Linked DNA regions of Rattus norvegicus: region 1 is linked to region 2. The links are chromatin contacts, called in public Hi-C maps. All regions are on one chromosome and are shown on one strand. The core of a region is the stretch at or near the end of the contact, and the rest is flanking DNA. Distances in the headings are between cores, read along the strand shown.

What was found. Hi-C and Micro-C count contacts between places; a contact is called where the count stands out from the background.
Region 1: a Hi-C map of liver shows a contact between it and region 2, with 3 times the contacts expected there. The contact joins two enhancer-like sites. A contact is called at or near these places in 2 of 12 Hi-C or Micro-C datasets (liver and mammary epithelial cells) and 1 of 1 datasets of contacts at active chromatin or transcription factors (oligodendrocytes).

Annotation. Positions count from the first base shown.
Region 1 is chr6:124,234,964-124,238,142 of GRCr8, reverse strand. The region is part of intron 5 of Foxn3 (forkhead box N3); the gene reads left to right. Among named protein-coding and RNA genes, the nearest start is that of Cpg1, 190 kb to the right of the region's middle. Within about 2 kb of position 1,727, at least 25 of the 93 cell types and tissues checked have an H3K27ac peak or open chromatin away from gene starts, as enhancers often do. A contact at or near this core is called in liver, where this site is marked.
Region 2 is chr6:124,097,143-124,100,282 of GRCr8, reverse strand. It overlaps LOC102550434 (a long non-coding RNA gene), which reads right to left. Exons shown (of 10, transcript XR_010052802.1): 3 at 1,114-1,255; 4 at 769-834; 5 at 285-433. Among named protein-coding and RNA genes, the nearest start is that of Cpg1, 57 kb to the right of the region's middle. Within about 2 kb of position 1,637, at least 24 of the 93 cell types and tissues checked have an H3K27ac peak or open chromatin away from gene starts, as enhancers often do. A contact at or near this core is called in liver, where this site is marked.

The DNA of each region.
Region 1 (3,179 bases), core at 478-2,977, 140 kb before region 2:
CAGGGCTCAGCCTTGCTTAACCTGGGCCTAGCTCTTCTTTTTCATCAATAAGAAAGATGGTTTCAGAGGATCACTTCTGAATTCTGTTTCCCTGCCCAGAGCCGAGAACTAACTGACTGACTGACTGACTGACTGACTGACTGACTGACTGACTGACTATCTGTCTGAAGGCCCAGGCAAGTTTGATTTCCTGTGGAATGATTGTTCAGTGGTGTGATCAGGGCCAAGCTCAGCTCTATGGCTGCATAGATTATAAGGTATAATAAACTAATATAACTTGGCATTTTTCAGTGGCCTAGAGCCTCTGTCACTACTTTTACAAAATGCCCAAGCGAAAAGCTGATCAAAAATTGATCTTTTCAACTTGGTCATTTCATGGGTAATTAGACCGTAGATGCACAGTAATTACTGACTTATTAATTTGAATGGTTGCTTTGGCCTTTCCCACGTGGCCTGAAAGAAGAGGGTGTCAAGGTTCCAGCTGACTGTGTGTCTATTTAAAGTAAAATATTTCTCAGTGAAAAGGGATAATTAGGAAACCCCAAACAGATCCCAAGTTCACTCCCCAGGGAATAAGTGTAGATGCCTGACCTCAGAAGTTTCTGGGGGCACTGGCTGCATGTCTTTGTAAGGCCACTGGGTAGAGGCTGGACCTTCCCTGTTTGTGCCTCCCAGCATGGAGGCCAGGCTGCCATGAGAGGTCAATGTGGATACTAGGGCCAGATTCTAGAAAGAGAGCTGTAATTATGACTTCTAATTATGTACAGTTAGACCTACAGAGTTAAGCATAGGGCACCTCCTGCTTGGGAATATAAGTTAATTGTCTACAGGGGTCTTCCCCTCTGCCAGCCCTAATCAGATAGGCATGGCCTTGGGCCTGCAGGCCTCCTCCTACCTTGGAGTATAAGCGTTCACCATTGGTAGCACTGATTACAGGAGAGGGTCACATTTAACTCCTGTCCCAGGAAAAAATAAAATTTGAGCAGATCATAACCCAGCCTGCCTTCCCTGTGTCCCTGGTAGCCTTCTCACAACGTGAGAACACTTGGACTTCCATGTCATGGACCTTAGCTTCGTTGAGAAAGAGCATTAATCACTTCCGGACAGGTAGTCTAGTGCTTTATTTTGGTTTTGAGGGGCTGGTTTGATACCATTCTTATTGTTTTTGTTTTGATGTGTGTGTGTGTGTGTGTGTGTGTGTGTGTGTGTGTGTGTGTGTGTGAGAGAGAGAGAGAGAGAGAGAGAGAGAGAGAGAGAGAGAAAGTTATATACCCTGTTTCTTTCTGATCTTTTTAAAATATTTATATATGAGTGTGCTGTCCACATGTGCACCTGCATGCCAGAAAGGGCATCAGATCTCATTACAGATGCTTGTGAGATGCCATATGAGTGCTGAGAATTGAACTCAGAACCTCTGGAAAGGCAGCCAGCGCTCTTCACTGCTAAGCCCCCTTTTCTTATCTTTTTAATAAGATGACCCAAACAGGATTTGAACAACCAATTTTTCGTAATAAATTCTGCAATCCTGCCGTAGCCTTAGGAGTAGGTGTGCCTTGAACACCGACTTTAGGGCTTCGAGCCTTTTCCCCTCTGGTTCCCACATCAGCCAGTGTCCTGCTGAGATGGATTCTGTCCTCCTGGAAAAGTGACTGGGCACCGTATGCCCAGCTGAAGCCAGAGCTAATGAAGAGGCCCTGCCCGTGGAATTTCAGCAGCGTGGGGCCTGCTACTCAGTGGAGGCCAGGTCACATGACAGTTGCTATAGCCAGAGGAGAGTGAATGCCAGGAACTCTGAACACTTTACAGAGGGAGGAAGTAGTTTCTGGGGTGGGAACAGGGCAGTGGCTGGTCTTCCAGTAAATGGGGGGGTAGTTGGTTGGGGGGGAGCTGGGCAGCACAGAGAGGGGAAGCAGGCTGTAGGCAGAGCTCCACTGTCAGTTAGTACCCAGCTGTTTGGCACTCCCACCGCCTATACCAGGGTTTCTGTTCTCATCTCAAGGGCCTTCGTGTCATCTCCAGCTTATAGACTTGACACGTCCTTCCTCCCAGATACTAAGGTGTGTGGGGGTCGCTTGGGGGGTGGGGGGGTCAGAGCTCTTATAGTGGTCCCGGTTCTGTTCCTGCCTCACAGGAAGCAGGCTCTACCTCTAGTTTTAAAAAACAGATAGTCACCAAAAGAGCACCAGTAACCCAGAGGTTTCAAATTAGAGACTCTGAGCCCAAAGGACATTTCACGGACTTAACTCCTCTTCCTATGACTCACAGGGCAAAATTGTAACCTGTACCAGGTCTCGTACCTCTGGCCTCCTCTTCCAGCCTGGAAGTTTGGATTGTTTTGTACAATCCATTTCAGCTCAATTGTCTCCAGGGCAGCAGGGAGGAAGACATCTGTCACCTAGTCGAAGGTGTTACAGAGGCAGACATTCGTGAAATTTAGAACATCAGGTGAAAGGTGTTCGCTGATCCTCGGGACAAAAACTGTGGGCACTGCGCTCGCTTGCTTTGGACACAGATTCACCAAAGTAAGAAGACAGTACAGAGCTCAGGAGACACCAACAGTAAAGGCCCTGCTGCCAAGAGAAAGTGTTGTTTTTGCTTTCTCTCGAAACAGCACTCGGGACCCTGAGACCCTTCAGCCCAGACACCTCCGTGCCACCCTAGACATGGGCAGTGTAGCCCTAGATAGACCACGGCCCTGGCATCTCACTCTCAGGCCAGGATGCACTCTGAGCTCAGTTCTGACCTCCTACGAGCTTTTCTCGGCACCCTCTTCAACAGGAAACAGAGTTAGGGGGATAGTGAGTTTGGTTGTCACAAATGAGAAAGTGGCCTTGGACTGGGGAGTCGCTTGGATAAATTTTTTTTTCTTCTCAGTTTTCAGAGTTGATGATGGGGGCCCTTGAACCCAGCCAGTTCTTTTCATTAGCTTTTCCTGGACAAGTTTTAATCTGAGAAGGACTAAAAGGGTATAGAAACGAGAGTCTCCTAACGTCTACACCACGGGTGTGGAACCAAACCCTCCCCTGGCCTGACTTGTGCTCATTCTCTCTGCTTCTCCAGACTGGCATAGCTTCAGTGGTTTGAACTTGTCTCCAGACTCATTCTGCGTGGAGACTCAGCTTTGGGGGCTGTACGGTCTCTGTGGGCCTCAGATAACCCACCTCTGAGAGGGACGGCAC
Region 2 (3,140 bases), core at 388-2,887:
GTGATAAAAGGGATGGTCAGGAGTGGTGGCCCACACCTATAATCCCAGCATTGAGAAGGTTGGTTCAGGATGACTGTGAGTCAGAGTCTGACCAGCTACACAGTTGAGTCCTTGTTCAGAAAGCATAGGAAGGGGGTGGTTTTGCCATCAGCTGCCAGCCCTGTGCTCAGCCTGTTGTTTCGGGAACAGTGTATCTGGCAATTTCTAGCCGACCATGTATGTTAGTGGAGGCTAAGGTCCTTCCCAGGAAGCATCCGTGGGTTTCTCGCACCAAAGCCACTTACCTCGCTATAGGTTCAGGTGAGGTCAGCACAAGGACTGTAGAAGGAGACCCTCCCTACAGAAGGAGGAAGTTCCTCTGTGAGACAACAAGACCTTCCAGTGGATATCACCACACTCTGTTGTGGAGAGGGCAGCATGGGACCCTTCTGTTCTATAATGTGTGAGAGAGACAGGAGAAAAATCACATACCACACAGGAGCTTGAGACTAAAGGGGAGAAATGGCTTTACACTTGTGTATCTTCTTCACTGTGAATTGGGGGGAGGGTACCAATTTTGATTTTCTACAATATTTCTTTTACCCACAAATCAACACATATCATCTAACATATGATCTAATACAGTGCCAAGCACAGAGACCCTAAGATGTCTATATTCAACATTACATTCAGTTATTTATCCTGGTCAGTGGGTTTTGGGGCACCCTTAACCTCCTTGTTACTAAGACTTCATTCTTCATCTCATTTTCACGCTGGTCTGTGGTTTACCTTTGCGTATATTTTCTTTAATGATAATTCTGGAGGGTCCCTCCCGGGCAAAATTCAAACTTTTATCTGTGGAGGAAAACCCAAGGCTGGTTAGGATCCGTGGAGGTAGAGAAAAGGGAGGCGACCCTCCTCCCCCAACTTCTGTGGGTGCCCTCTTCCAAGACATTCTCTTTATTACCAATTGCCTTCTCCAAGTGAGAAAAAAATAAACTAATTTTATATCTATTCAGTCCAATAAAGCTCATTGTCCTACCTCCACCCCCCGTGATAAGAGGCAGGAACAGTTCATTTTCCATTGCTAAGCAACGGCAGAAAACAGTGATCGGCATCTGTGCCCGGCCTCACCGGCTGATAGGGATCGCTGTCTAAAGTTCATGTTTGCATTCTGAAGTCAACAGTAATTGTAGTTCCCGATTAGTCTTCATTAGGATAGTTTATGGCTGGCCTAACTCCAGTCTCCACTCAGTGGTTTGAATGTACTGTCTTCCTAGGGAAAGAAATATTTGGCAGTAAAAACCCTTGTGCGGATTTCCTCCGCTCATTTCCCTTCGGTGGGCCAGGAAAGTACGGTCCACACCCGTAGTTCCCTGGCCTGGGACAGCAAGGCCACTGTTGGAGGCATTGGAGGAATCGGGTGGAAAAGAAGGCTGTGTACTCCTGGGCTGGCTTCTGTCTACTCTACGGAAAAAGTAGGTCAGTGGCGCACAGGTCTGTTTGGTAAAAGAGTTCTTGCAATTTGGGGCCCAAAGCACGACCCGTCTTTCCAGAGCAAAGGTATGTAGGGCCTTTCTTTCCATAGACCTGAGTCTCCTGCCCGCCTGCCTGGCTCAGGAATGGGTCAAACACTGGCTTTACTGTAGTGGTTCAGTCTCAGCCAACTTGAAAGCGCCGCTCTAGGCCACCAGCTCCCAGGTGTTGACTCACCCTGAGGCTGAGAGCCTGGCAGCCTAATATGGCAGCAGCCCAGGCCCTTACATAACTTGCCCTTTTAGCCCTAGCTCAAAGTTCCAAGGCTGATCGGGGAAAACAAATACAGAAAACAGCTTCGAGCAATTCATGAGCGTGTTACCCTCCTTTTTAGACCCCATCCTCAGACGTCTGTTTACCCTCAGCACTTTTCAGAGACAGTGTGGCTCCTGACTGCCCTCCTATACCCCATCCCCTAGAGTTGCATTGGATTTCTTAGAGCCGTGGTGGAAAACAAGCCTACTTGCGCCCCCTAGTGTACATGCGAATCAAAGCATTGCAAATTGAGTACCAAGAGCTTGCCGCCTCCAAGAGATTGGGGCAGCCCCGTGTCTTGAGGTCTAGGGCGGGGACCAGAAACCATACTTAAGTCTTGTCCTCCACCCCACCCTCACCCAGTTGTGCTCTTCTTGAGCCTTCCGCTTGTAATCTAAATCAAGTACTCGAAACGCGCCAAGCTCATGGGAGACAAGGGAATCTTTGCTAGTGGCGGACAGTGTGGCCGGAAACAGACACTATCGAGTCAAAGTCCAGTTGTTTTGCTACAGTCGTTAAGTTGTGCCATCCGTGTCTCTCAGACCCTTTGGGGTGATGATTCCCTAACAGAAGGAGAAACTCTGAATTGAACAGCGAGTTTCTTGGAACCTGATCATCTTGTACGTCTTCTGTCACCAAAGGAAGATAGGAGAGAGTCCAAGAAAATACACAATCTGGTCAGAATCTGAGGTAGGGGCACTGAGACCTGAGGAGGGTACCAGGAACCATGAGGACACTAGGAAAAACTGAAAACCATCTTCTCAGGGTAAAGAGGAAATTTGCCTCCAGAAAGCTTGGATCCGCAACCTGAGTAAGTTACTTGGACACTCTTCCCAGGTTGACTCACTTGATTGAAGTCAAGCGCGGGCTGGCAAATGCATTTCATATCCTGCACCAACCTTAGTGAAGTATGAAGCCTAAAATGTTGAATTGAGAGTGTTCCTGAAGGTTCAGTTTGATAAAAAGTATCGTGATTGATTAATAATGTCTGCTGTGAGCATAGAACATATGAGTCCTGGCATACATGGTGAACATGCAAGGAAGTAGGGGCGTGTGTGTTTTGTACAGAAGATATGCCATAGTATTCATTATTTTCATTATAAGTGGGATTAAATTGATTCCTAAGTTTTCTTGGGTCTAGAGAACTTATTCTCACCATTCCCCTCCTTACTCTGCAAAACCCCATGACTGACCAACCGGAAGGCTGACGTGGGAGAAAAACAGAATGGCGGTGAGAATATGTCTGAGTTTCTCCTCTCCTAAGATACAGAGTTATGACACCACGGAGGGATTAACCGAATGTGACTGCAGGCGCAGAGAGCTAGCAAGTGCTTTGAGCATGTGGAGAAAGGGCGGGACCGTCCAAAAGC